Regions from separate parts of the Drosophila melanogaster genome. Here region 2 is linked to region 1. A link is a contact called in public Hi-C data. All regions are on one chromosome and are shown on one strand. Each heading gives the region's core, a stretch centred on a gene start, on an enhancer-like site or on the middle of the called end of the contact. The rest is flanking DNA. Distances are from core to core; before and after follow the strand shown.

The links. A called contact is a pair of places that touch in the nucleus more often than the background predicts.
Region 2: a Hi-C map of the Kc167 cell line shows a contact between it and region 1, with 2.5 times the contacts expected there. The contact joins the promoter of peb here to the promoter of bi in region 1. A contact is called at or near these places in 20 of 107 Hi-C or Micro-C datasets (the Kc167 cell line, the OSC cell line, the S2 cell line and 8 more).

Annotation. Positions count from the first base shown.
Region 1 is chrX:4,411,129-4,417,791 of dm6, forward strand. bi (bifid) reads left to right here and starts at 2,334. Exons shown (of 8, transcript NM_001297932.1): 1 at 2,334-2,771. All of the region lies in intron 3 of lncRNA:CR32773 (long non-coding RNA:CR32773), which reads right to left.
Region 2 is chrX:4,613,072-4,619,395 of dm6, forward strand. It overlaps peb (pebbled), which reads left to right and starts at 4,493. Exons shown (of 3, transcript NM_001014722.2): 1 at 4,493-4,992.

The DNA of each region.
Region 1 (6,663 bases), core at 1,084-3,583:
ATTTTTCTTTTTTTTTAAAGAAATTTTATTTTTCAAAGTTCTGTGCTTCTATTATTTCTCCAAATTTTAGCTCCCTTTTCCGAATTTGAGCCTAAAATTTCGCGCCAAAAAACCGAATAAAGCCATATAGGTGAAGTGGAAACTGAGAAATAAGGGACACGAGAAGGCACGGAGACGGAAAAGGACATTTTTGCCTGTGTGACAAAATCGCTGACTACGTGTGTGTGCGTGTTTTCCTTCTCGCCATGTAACGCTATCTCGCTTCTACACGCACACACATGAACACAAGCCCGAGACTCCGCCCACTAAGCGATCGCGATGAGATGAGAAAAAAACTCACCACAGTCCGGTAAAAAACGCTCAACTCACTCACTCAGTCATACACACACACACACACATTCACTCGCTCTCCCACTCTTTCTCACCGAGAATGCGCATTCCCTCTGGCACTTGCCTTCTCGTTCTTGCGCACATGAAACTGTGTAAAATGGTCGCCTTGCAGGGGGCGTTGCTTTATGGCCGTCTTTTTCGCACCCATGCGAAAGTGCCGCAGTGTGAGCGAGAGGGAATGCGTTTGTGGATGGAGGTTTTGAAAGCAAGAGTAGAGAAGATGCGACGTTGTAAACGAATTTGCATATTTCTACTGCTTTACGCTTATTGCATATTTTATTCATTACGTTCTGGCGCTTCGGCGGATGAAAACCCAAGAAAAGGCGAAAAGCGAAGGAAAGTGTCATATGGCATTCCGACTACCGTTAGCTCTGCGTGACATCGGTCCTCCCTTTCGCACGCACAATCTTCATCCTTCTTTTTGCTTCTTGTTGAGCTTCTTCCTTTTTTAAGCTTTATAATTTATAAATTCGTTAATATATAAAAAAAAAGTTGCTTAAAATTCTAAATTCTCAGTTCAAGATATAAAAAATTCAACAATTATTCCTACGAAAATCCTTTTAAATAATTTCTTATAAGCTGTTAGCTCAATCTGAATACAGTCCCAACTATCTCTGGTTTTGTATATTTTTTCTGTAACTTAGAATTAATATTTAGTGTTTTTTTTAAAGCTGAGCTTTTTGTTTTTACTTTCATTTGATTACCAAGTATTTCCAACCCAAATATATACATATATATATGGTATATATATTACTTAACTAATAGCTACAATCATATTTACGTCTTAAAAGGATTCTTAGCTGTTTTAATATCTTAAAGCTGTTTCCAGATTTCATATACTTAAGGTCATAACAATGCCAACATCCTAGTTTGTTTTTTATTTGGCTCCTTTTACCCGAAATTGGTTCCACGTATTTCTGCAAATTTGTTTATTTTCGCTTGGCAGCGACTTAATCTGTGCTCCAGTTTTTCGTAGTATCCCCCCCCAAAAAAAATGGACACCATACACACACACATTTAACGGTTAAGCCGTTGTCCTTTTTTCCCAAGAAGTCAAAGGATGCGATTCGAATGTGCGTGAGTTATCCGGCGTGTTGTTATCCTGGCTCGGACCAAATAGGATACAAAAAAAACCTAGCATAAACCGGTTCTGAGTAAGTGCTCAATTACTCACACACACACACACACACATGCAAAGAAGTGCTCACTCAAAACGAAGCGAAACGAGGCGAATTCGTGCCTCTGCCTCTGCCGACGTCGACTGTGCTGCCGTGGTGGGTTTTGTGAAGCAAAGCGTCGAGCAGAGTGGCGAATAGCGTCATTCAAAATTGGAATTCTGTTAGTAAACGTCGACACTTCATATGAAACGAAGAGCGGAGATCACAGCGGAAAATCCAGGGGTGTACGTGGGTTTAAAACGCACAGAGGGATTTCACTCAAAGAAAGAAAGAATACGTTTATACTTATATAGGGTTAGACCAGGAGGGTAGGCTACGTATAAAGACAAGAAGAAGGAAAGCAAAGAAAGAATGGCCTCGCCAAGTAAAGCTGAGAGCATAGAGTGTAGGGATTACACAGAAGGGCTTTAAAAAGAAAATATGTAACCCACAAAATAGCAACTACAAGACTACCCACGACTTGGGTGTCAAAATGCTTGTCATTCGACAGCACGGCGAGGGGGAAAACCTATGCTAAGCTGGCCTTAGCTTTTTTGCCCGCGTGTGGTGAACATAACACGGGCCAACCCACCTCCCCCCACGCGATGGGGATTCCCCACTTTCGCATTCTGCCGGCGTCGCTGCGAACGTCGCTGCCGGCTTCTTGCACTTTGGCGCTCGGCGTCGTCTTGGCCCGGTTATTTGTTGTTTTTTTTTTTTTTTTCGTTTTTCGGGCTTTTCGGCTTTTTGGATCGTTCTCGGCCAGCAGTCGCCGCCTGTCACACGCTCACGTCAAACGCTTTTGCCGTCGCGTCGTCAGATAAACCAAATGTCTCGCCGTGTTTACGTGTGATTCCCCTTTTTTGCTTCAATCCGAAGGCAAAATAAATACACTGACCTTAACCGATACGGCTCACCGTTTAACCGCTAACCGTTAACCGTTTCGTGGCCGTCGACGATAAGGAATCAAGAAACAACATCACCCTGCAGATTCTGTTTTGTTTTGTTTTTTTGTGCAGTCCAGAATTTTTTGAAAACCTGACAAGATTAAAGAAAATTGTGTTTGAAAAGTGCGTAAAGTGTGGAGTATTTAAACTTAAAAAAAAAAACATATATAAAAATCAAACAACAGCAAGGTGGGAGGTCCAAAGAATATAAATAAAAAACACACTGGTTTCCGCCTGAGATTTTCAAAATACCGTTTCAGATCATGAAAACATAATGGTATACAAATATATTATGTTTATGCTGCCCTTGGAAATAAATAGTATACTATCAAAAAAATCTACTCCTTGGTTTTTCCCTACTTGAGAAATGAGAAATTTACAAACATTAAATGTAGAACTACTGATAATTACTTTCAATATTTTGGTGATCCAATGAGTTAATAGGAAAGTCCTTAAACAAAGCGTGGTGGAACTCCTTCCCATTATGATAATCACATCGCATAACACCAGGGAGATTGTCTAGATTGATTGATCCAACCCCCAGGAGATTCCCCATCCCGATCTGCTCAAGCGCAACGAAATCGGAACCATTATCCAATTAGCTAACTCTTTCCGAACCCGTATCATCAGTTTATCGCCTCGTCAATTGTTTTCTCATACTTTTTTCGCTACTTAACTGATGTGACAATTTGTAGCCATTAGCCGGAGGCAGTCAGTCAAACAGTCGCTAGATTTGCAAGTTGTTCAGGCATGACAAAACAAAAAAGAAAAAAAAAAAAAAACTATATATATGCAATGTATGGCGATGGATAAGGGGGGGGGGGAGAGTTGGGGAGCGGGGTTCCGGAGACGAGATCACGATCGCATCTCGACACGCAGCTAAAAGTGTAAATCAGCTCGCCTTCCATTATGTCAACAATCTCTTTGTCTGTCCGTATTATTTACATTTGTCAAATCAAATTTGACAGCTGCGGAAAACATAATATCTCAAGTCGGCGTCTGCGGCACAGTCCGGTTTTTTGTATGGGGCCTTATTCAATAGGGAGGGGATCAAGGGGATTCGCGGAGGAGATCGTAGCCGCCTAGGACCACCGATACAAACTTGTATTCAGAACTGGATTTGTCGCTTCGCTCTGTTGTGCCAAACGAACTGAGCCATGAACACAAGAATGAATACTTGGCCAAGCACTCGATCAATCTGGTCTCACACAAAGTTCTTTCACTTGAAGATGTACAAAAATAATTAGACATTTTTCTATTTATCTATTGTTATACGGAAAAGGATTTAAAACGTGCAAACATTTTGACTACTTGTTCTAATTTCGAAATACTAAGCCTGAAAATCAAGGATATTTATAAATCTAATATTCCAAGCCACTGGCTATTATCATTCGCGTTTACAGAGCAATGTTTTGTAGGAAAGGATTTTCCCCAGCACCAAAATAATTTTCTCTTTCGAGTAGTTTATTGCACTGCTTATTAGCGATTAGTGACTTTTATGACTGTTTAGAAACGTAGTACTCAACCCTTTTCGAAAGTAGGTAACAACCCTTAACCATTTGTATTACATATTAGAGAATGTTTTCTTCTTGTTTCCGAGGGAACATGCATTTTCTTTTTGATCCTCATTTAGTAGGGATTACATTATTACACAGTTGGAAATATATATTGTCTTGATCGAATTACGGAATTAAGTGTTATATATACCTAAAATAGTTCCAAAATACCACAACACATAATACCTATATCTTTTGCTGACTTCACCAATTAATTGGTGAGGTTTCCAGTCGGGGTTGTTCGTTGGTAAGCTGCTAACGGACTTATGACATGGATATGGCTATGATTCGGGAATCACGATTCAGTATTCCGTATTCCGTATTCGGTGGGGTATGTACTGTGTACTCTGCTACTATAAAATGCCAGCTCCATTGTTGTTGCTACAACCGGCGGAAGAAAACGGAAGAGGGGATTGTATTTTTTGGATTTCGGGAATTGGGAATGGCCTGGATGCGGCACTTATCCTTGTTTTTTTTTTTTTTTTGGGGTTGAAGGCAACAAACACACTGCACACTTAACCGATAAATACGCACCACATCTATATTATATGTGTGTGTACATACTCGTATATGGATGCGTGTACGTTTGTACATCCGATGGACAGATCCTTTGTATCCTGCTATCCTGGCTCTATCTATTGACTGACTAACACGCCAGCTGACTTGGCAGGGGAGGAAGAAGCCAAGCGCTGGGGAAGTAGAACCTGGTCCTGCTGTCTCGTGCAAAGCTGACTGACATCCAGCAACTTCCTTTGGCCTCAGACTTCAGCAGCACTCACGCAATTTTCCTCCACACAAAAACCCCCACCTAGCTGATGATGGCTTGCCGGGGGTGGTTCTCATTCGGGCGATTTTCCAACGTGTTGTAATCCCATTTGCAGGATTGCGGATTCAGGAATCAATTACGAATTTAATTTATAAGCAAAGCTCGGTGGAAAACTCAAGAGAATCCAACCCACAGCTCGTAGCTCGTAGCTCGTAGCTCGTAGCTCTCTCTCTCCTGGCAAGGGTGCGTGTGCCTGCAGGTGGGTAGAAATTGTATATAGTCAGCGGGAGGATGCTACTTGTTACGGGATCAAATTGATTTCGATGGAGATTGCTCTCGAAAAAACTCGAGGCACTTCATCGAGCCTTTTGATGGCGTCCAAAAAGTTTTCTGAGCTCGCAGCTGTCAAGTGCAACGTTGCCCCTTCTCGAAGATTTTCCACCCACCGTCTGACAATGCCAGAACTAAAATTCCTTTTCATACTTCTCATCTTCCTAGCATTTTTTTTTTTGTTATTTTTATTTTCTTTTCTGTTGGAAACATTGCTGGAATGATTTGGCCGCGGACATAAAAAAAAAAGTTTAAAGTCTTGGCAGCTGAAACAAACTCCGCCTCTGATTTTCTTTTTTTTATTTTTTTTTATTCCTTCTGTTGTGTTTTGAGTGGCTGTGCATAATGTATACAGCAAATTTTTGTCTAACAATTTGGCGCATTTTCACGCGATTTTTCTTCTTTATTTGTTTGTTTGCTGCTCCAGAGGGTTATAAAAATAATATATATGCAAGAAAGGAAAAACACTTGACAGTTTCCTTTCGCTTTAATTGCTATGCAAATTGCTAAGGGGAAATGCTTATTCAAAAGGATTTAGCATCCTTGGTTTTATTGTGCGCAAACTAAAGTTACGCTTTGCTGCGGATTTGTATGAAAAGACCTGACAATTCTCGTTAACTTCCCAAGCGGTTTTTTGTTGTGTCACATTTTCTAATTAGATTTAAACAAAATGACAGGGAAATAAGAGACCACACCGAAAATTGTGAATACTGACATCTTTTAAAGTTCTTACAAATTGCAATGTGTCGAACATCAAATCGCAAGATGCCAACTATTTTAGGATTGCAACTATAAAGGATTCAGTTGCCATACGTTTCTATTGCAAAATATATCTACAAAAATCAATTCGATTCCATTTCTTTCCTTCCATTTAATTTGACTTCTCTTTATTCTCGGTCTTGTCTCGGCTTTTATTCATTTATTTTCTTTCATTTTCTTTTGATGGGGAAAAGCTCAAACCGAGCGCAACTTTTTATGACAGCATCACTTGGCACTTTCAATACAATATCATAATGGCCAAAAGGAGCTTAGGAAAGTAGGTGAGGTTGAGTGTAACTAAAGTGTATTTCTATACCAGCGCCGACGCCTCGATTTTTGCCATTGTCTGGCCCTCTCTCTCTCCCACACACCCACTGTTTGCCATTCCATCTCTGTCTGTTACTGACTTTTACATTAATGAGCATGTTTTTATTTATAAGTGTTCTTTTCTTCTCCTCACAGCATTCCTAGCCATTCTCTGCAGTTCGCTTTGTTCGCCCACAAGCTTTGTTGTAACGCCCTGCATGGTTCGCCATAAACTCCCATTCGTGAAAACCCCACGAAAGACCCCTTCAAAATTTTCCACCCGCTGCCCTTTGGTTTGACATTTTTACTGGATATTTATTTTTTTTCGGGCTCTCGGACAACGCTCGATTTCATTTGATGTGCCCACTGGCGCGTCCATTTGGTCAGAATCATTTAGCTGATTGGTCAGAGCAATGATAAGAAATCGGGGAGATCACAAGAGAAAAGGAGAT
Region 2 (6,324 bases), core at 3,243-5,742, 200 kb after region 1:
CCTCTGACTATCGTCTAGTTTTTCGATGTGCAGATAGGAACTGAAAGCCACTGACCACGATGATGATGCACAATGGGCTGGCTGGCTGGCTGGCTGGCTGGCTGGCTTTATAAGTTTATAAAGCTCCATGTGATTAGGGAGATTGCTCTATGCTTCTGGCGTCCAGTGGCGGCGATTGACGAAATTAGCACGAAAGAAATGCGGCACGAGGTCTTTTACGCTGGAAAACCCCCAGAAAACAGGCCCAGATTACGACAAATGCCCGCTGGCCGCCAACTAATGAACCTTATCACTGTGAGAAGGAAAGAACGGAGCTTACTTCGGGTGTTTCGTTATTCATCACAGGGCAATCAATTTCCTTACGGCATATGATTTAGTGATATGACCGCGGTGTTGCATCAAGCGAAAACCAACCATCCAACCAACCATCCATCCATCCATCTATCGATAGCCGGCGTCATAATTCCCGACGCCGCTGTATCATAATCATAAAACCCGGTCTCTTTTGGGGGAACAAATATATAGATGTACATGTGCATGTCCATGTGCATATGTATGTATGATGGCATGGAAGCATGGTACCATCTACCTGCTTGAAGAAACGCGGCGCGTGCGCTAATCGGCGATAGTTGTCCAACCCAAAAATATCTGCAAGCAGTGTATCTGTATCTCTATGGGTGCACAATGACCCAAAATTGATGGCCAGACGCGATTCCGCAGACCGGATCTCACTTCGACGAGTGTCGTTGATCCGGCAAAGTCAATTGGTTTCTAACGAGCTTAGCTCCTGTGCAGACAATGTCTGAGGTTCGGGTGTCGTCGCAGTGCCATGAATGGTTGGGTCATAAATGCAATATTAGCCAAGTTAGTAGAAGAATGTATGAGGGAAATCTCTTTTAAAATAGCAATTGATATTAATTATACATATGTATGTACATACAATATGATAGGACACCGTCATCATTACCTGTTTTGTACTTAAACGACTGATATGCAGCACCATATCAGCGTGACGTTTTGAGTTCTTAAAAAATGATAATTCAACAATGATTTGATACGAAATTTCCTAAATCCAGTGATTCGAACATTTTCCGCCAAATTCAATCGGCTTACAACTGCCCCATTGAATGGGAAAAGCTTTGCCCACTTGTTGTGTCACACACACATTTATGTATATATTTTAGTATATTTGTATGGATTTATAGTTTGTGTCTGTGGCAATAAACACACATACACGTAACACCAAACACAACACACAAGTTGGGGGGGAAATTCACCGAAAAGCAAACTGTGAACTGACGCATTCTACCAGCTAACGGCATTTGTTTGGCCACAAGTCGCGAATACCTCGTTTTTTTTTTATTCCAGGGGCATATTCTCAATTGCAAGATAAATACATATGTTTACACAAAAAAAAAAAAAAACGTTCGAAATTCCATGCGATTGAGCATTTCTCTTGTAGAACAAAGCAAAAGTTAAAGCATTTTATAAAATATTTAAGTATAAGCCAGGGTATTAGCCGCCTTCGCACTACGTAAACCCTGTTTTCTGCACTATTATTCTACATTTGTTGTTGCCGTTATTGTTGTTATTAAACAAGCTGTTTGGCTGGTCATATTGTTATTGTTCTTTTGCCGTTGATTTTACTTTTTTTGCTTTCGTTCGTGGCGGGGGTGCAAAGTTTAGGCAAAGCAGAAAATCATATAAAATTTGAGAAACAAAAAATAACAAAAAAATAGGCGACGCGCGCCTTTTCAATAACCTTTATCAGGTGGGTGACTGTTTTCTGTGGGCGGAATTGGGTGGCGGCGGGTGCCCAGTCACCTTGACATATCACTGGTGACAACAGTAACAACAATAAAAACAATAACAAATTCGCTGGCAAACGAGTGCGAATTAAAACGATTAATGGCGCTGGCTTTGCTTTTGCAAATAATAATCCCAAAACGAAAGCGAATTTCAGGCATTGCAGCCCGGTTACACTGAGCAAATTTTAAGCTGCAAACTACAAGGCAGGTAAGACAATTCAAAATATGATCAATTTATTGCCGGGCTTCAACAAGAATCATCTAGTTTTTGTAAAATTGTTTCGGCAGAATGTCGTTACTTTTCTCGCTCTGTAAAATATACCCACAACCAAGTTACTAAGTGATAAAGAGCGCAATATTATGTGGAGCAGTGTTGTGAAGGGTGTGTGAGGTGGGGGGGGGGGGGGGGAGGTGGAGTTTTCAATGTTGAAGAGCAGCGCGTGGGATTTTCAGTTGGCAGCATTGTTTGCTATTTGTTTTATGCTAAGCTAAATGCTAACTAAATGTTGGCAATTAAATGTTAATGTTGCCCCTTTCTGCCGCTGCTTCTTCTTCTGCGTCGACTGCTACTATTTGCAACGCCAACACTTTCCGTCTCCATTGAAAACGGAAAAATTGAAAAAAAGGGAAATTGATACAGAAACTGAAAACGAAACCGAAACTGAAACACTTTGGTTTGGTTTCTCAGCTGTTTGCATATGGCAAAAATGCAATGCATATCATATCTGGCTGGCTTTTAATGTATATTTAACACGCATTGCCATTACCATCATTATATTGTTGTAATTGTGCTTGGCGTTGGCTGTCATTGTTGTTGCTGTTGTTACTGTGCTTATTGTATTTCTTGTATTTATTGTATTTATTGTGCCACCCACGCGCATGCGCAACCAACTCAAAAAGACAGTGACGCAAGCGACTAAGTTTTCCAATCGCTTTCGATGGAAATTTGCATTCTTTTCGACACTGAATTCCGAAAATAAGATAATTATATATTAATAATATTAAGATCTCTGAAAAATTTGTATGATTACAACATAATTTTGTCACTTTTGAGTGAGCTATAGTTTTTAATCGCTGAACCACTGTGCGAATTTTTCAAGTTCATTATAAACAAAACGTAAATATTATTAAATTGTGTACAAACAGCGCGTTGCACGTGTCGCTGTGCCTTCTAGTGTGTGTGTATGTGTGTGTGTGCGTAGGGGCGCGTGTTTGTGTCTGTGTGTGTGAGTGGGCGAGTGTATTGAACTCTTGCTGCATTTTTTGCACAATTTCGCCGCCTTTTTTTCTGCTTTTGCTTGCGTTGTATTATTGTGCTCATTTATTTTTATTTTTACCTCTGTTGTTACAATTGTTTTGCATTATTTTTCTTTGAGTGGAGAATCGATCGAATGCATCGATTTTTGGATGAGATGCTGAAGGGTTGCTGGTCACCTAATTTACATACATACATATGTACATTCTTTCGGCAGCTGACACTATTTAAAATTGACCTCTCGACGGTACCTAAACACCTATGAGTATCGAAGAGCATGGAAAAAGAGCCTTTATATTTGGAGAACGCTATCCCCAAAGAATCGCAGAACTACGGGCAGCTACATGACATTTCTTTCGGTGCATTAATGTTAATTTCAATGCTGCTTGATTGCTGTATGACGCACCCTGAAAAGGTGAAAGGTGAAAAGAGGGACCGAAAAGAGACTCGATCGTCTCCGACTTCCGTTCTGGGCACAGCTAGAGGTTAAGGTTGAGAAACTGGCCAGGAAGTATCCGCTCGGGGGTTAATGGATACGGATACACGGATGGGGATGTTCACAGCTATGGATGAGCACATATGTATGTACATACATACATACATACATACATACATACATATGTATGGGCATATGTACACGAAGATCTGGATGTGCTCATCGCTAGATGAAGTGCGACAGAAAGGGCAACAAACATGGCCAGCGTGGCCAATGGCAACGGGATTTGCCCAAAAATCCAAAATGCATCCAGACATATGCATATGTGTATGTGGGTGCTACATACAGTGATCACTCGTATAGAAGGCAGAAAAAGTTGACAATTGGAGATTTGGTAGTCTGGCACATTTCTATCCTACATCCGTTGATTTTGTTTCATTTTTTAACAAGATTTCAGACTCATTTCCCGAAGTATTTATTTTGCCGATATTAATACTTTTTTCTAGTTATTGAAAAAAATGGTGACTTTGGTTTAAAGTCCTAGGTCAAACTGAAGTATTCCATAAATATTAAAAGAAGGAAATACTACACAAATAATGCATCTTCGATTAGATATACTTCTTCTACGCTCAGATCTAGTATCGTGCATCCCATTTCCAGTTGTCAAGTGTCCACTGTAATTTCCAATTCCAATGAAAGATGAGTACGGCCCTCTCGCTCTTCCACACACACACACACGCACCCAATGTGTAATCCTATTTGCGCCAAATAAAGAAAAAGAAGAAGACAAATTTGAAACGAAGAATGAGAAGGAAAGAAAATCCAAGCTGCGCTGCCTCCGTTGAAAAAAAAATGAGAAAAACCAGACTGCTTCTCTCTTCTCTCTTTTCTCTTTTCATTTCAAATTTTACGCTCTCGCTCTCGCGGACAGCGACGCCGCCGGCGGCAGCGCAGCGCAGCCGTTGTATTTATAAATACAACTTTATAAATACAACATCAGTCGATTTTCATCTGCCGAATCGGTTGCGCTGCGGCTGCGCTGAGAATAAGATACAAAACTCGTGCGCGGCGCTTCAAGAAACCAACTCAAAAGCAGACAAATCAAATAACTAACTTGTAGAAAATAAAAATATAATAAAACATAAACAGAATTTCTCAATTCTAAGCCTACAAAGAAATATCAAACGCAAACTGCATATTTTTTTCACGTTTTTTTTTTAAACGACAAACCATTGGGAATTTTTGGAATACTAAGCTTTAAGGCCAAAGAAGTGTGAAAAATATTAAGTGAACCAAAAAATAAGTGCTATCTGAATTAAGTTATCTGACAAGAATTAAAAAAAAAACCTACACACTAAACATAAAACACAAAACACCAAAAAGCCACCAAAAATCATTTTTCAACGGGAACCAAGCCTAAAACAGTGCGAAATCCGGAGTTGGAATGCCGTCGCAACTGTTGAACACAATTTCACAACTAAATATCCACTAAGGTAATTTTTTAACAGTGATTGTTTTGGATTTTTTTTTATGTTGTTTCTGTGATTTGTGCGTGAACAATTTGTTGTTGCTTTGGATAAATAATCGAGCGCAGAAAACATGGATTATCAAAAGGATGAAATTGGAAAAGTTATTGGGTCTTCAGCTAAGCTAACATTTTTGTGTTAAATTGTTAAGAACAAAAATTGTTGAATTTAAAATTAGCACAACCGTTTTAAAATAAAATTTAAAAGCTTAGTTTTCAAACACATTTGAAATGCAATTTTTAAATGCAATTGAAGTGCAGCAGTGTTTTAAAATCGACTTAGATATTAGAAATATTATTTAAAAAAGATGAAGTAATGAAAATATATATGCCAGTTTAATTCTTCCGTAAATCGTTAAAATAATTTAATGATCCAAATTCATTATATTCCGATTAAATCAAAAGGAAAATGTTTATATAAAATTATTTTCCTACGATCACAATGTTTGAAAACATTTCAATTCAAGTCCATTCCCAAAACCCCTCCCTTGGTGTTTTGGGTCAAGTTCTGCCTGCAATTAGCCGGGTCAAAAAATTACCCATGACCGATGCTAAAACCCTTGAACTTTGACACACCACGCACACACAGACAGTCCAGTCCGAAAAGCCAGAAATTTCCGTGGTCAGGGATGATGAGGCGACGTTTATAGGGTTTAATTCAGATTGATGATCTGTTTAATATCGCAGGGGTTGTGCTCCATGTCAAACGGTTCACTTCACTCGGCTTGATTCCGTTAGATGGCGATTAGAAATTTGTTTTTTCACTGACCAAGTTGTGTTCATTGATAATTCCCAAGGGTCATAAAGGTGTGAAAACCGCCCAACAATTCCCCGCCCCAAAAAGTATATATTCGGGAGGGAATCTTTATCTCAATGACTTTTCATGACTCATGGACAACGAAATTGAAATCAGCCAACCAAAATGAAAGGCCAAACCGAAAGCCAATGGACAACAAACAACTAACACACATTTACCGAAAAAATTATATGTGTATATGACTGGATGTATGCATGTGTGTATGTATATATAGCGAACAGTGGGCTCGTTATCGGTAGAAATTTTTGATCAGCCTCTGAGGTTTCAGAGTTTCTTTATTTTTGTTGCCTTTCGGGGGGAAGTTAGGATTTTCAAATCGATCCACTACCACCCAAAGAAACAACAACAACGACAACAACTGGGACACCGCTCATAGTCATAGCCTTGATAACGGTAAATGCTAATGAGTGTACCCACATTTTTCACCCACACACCGAAATTCTTGATAAGAGCAGCATTGCCAGATGTGTATTGAATTCAATT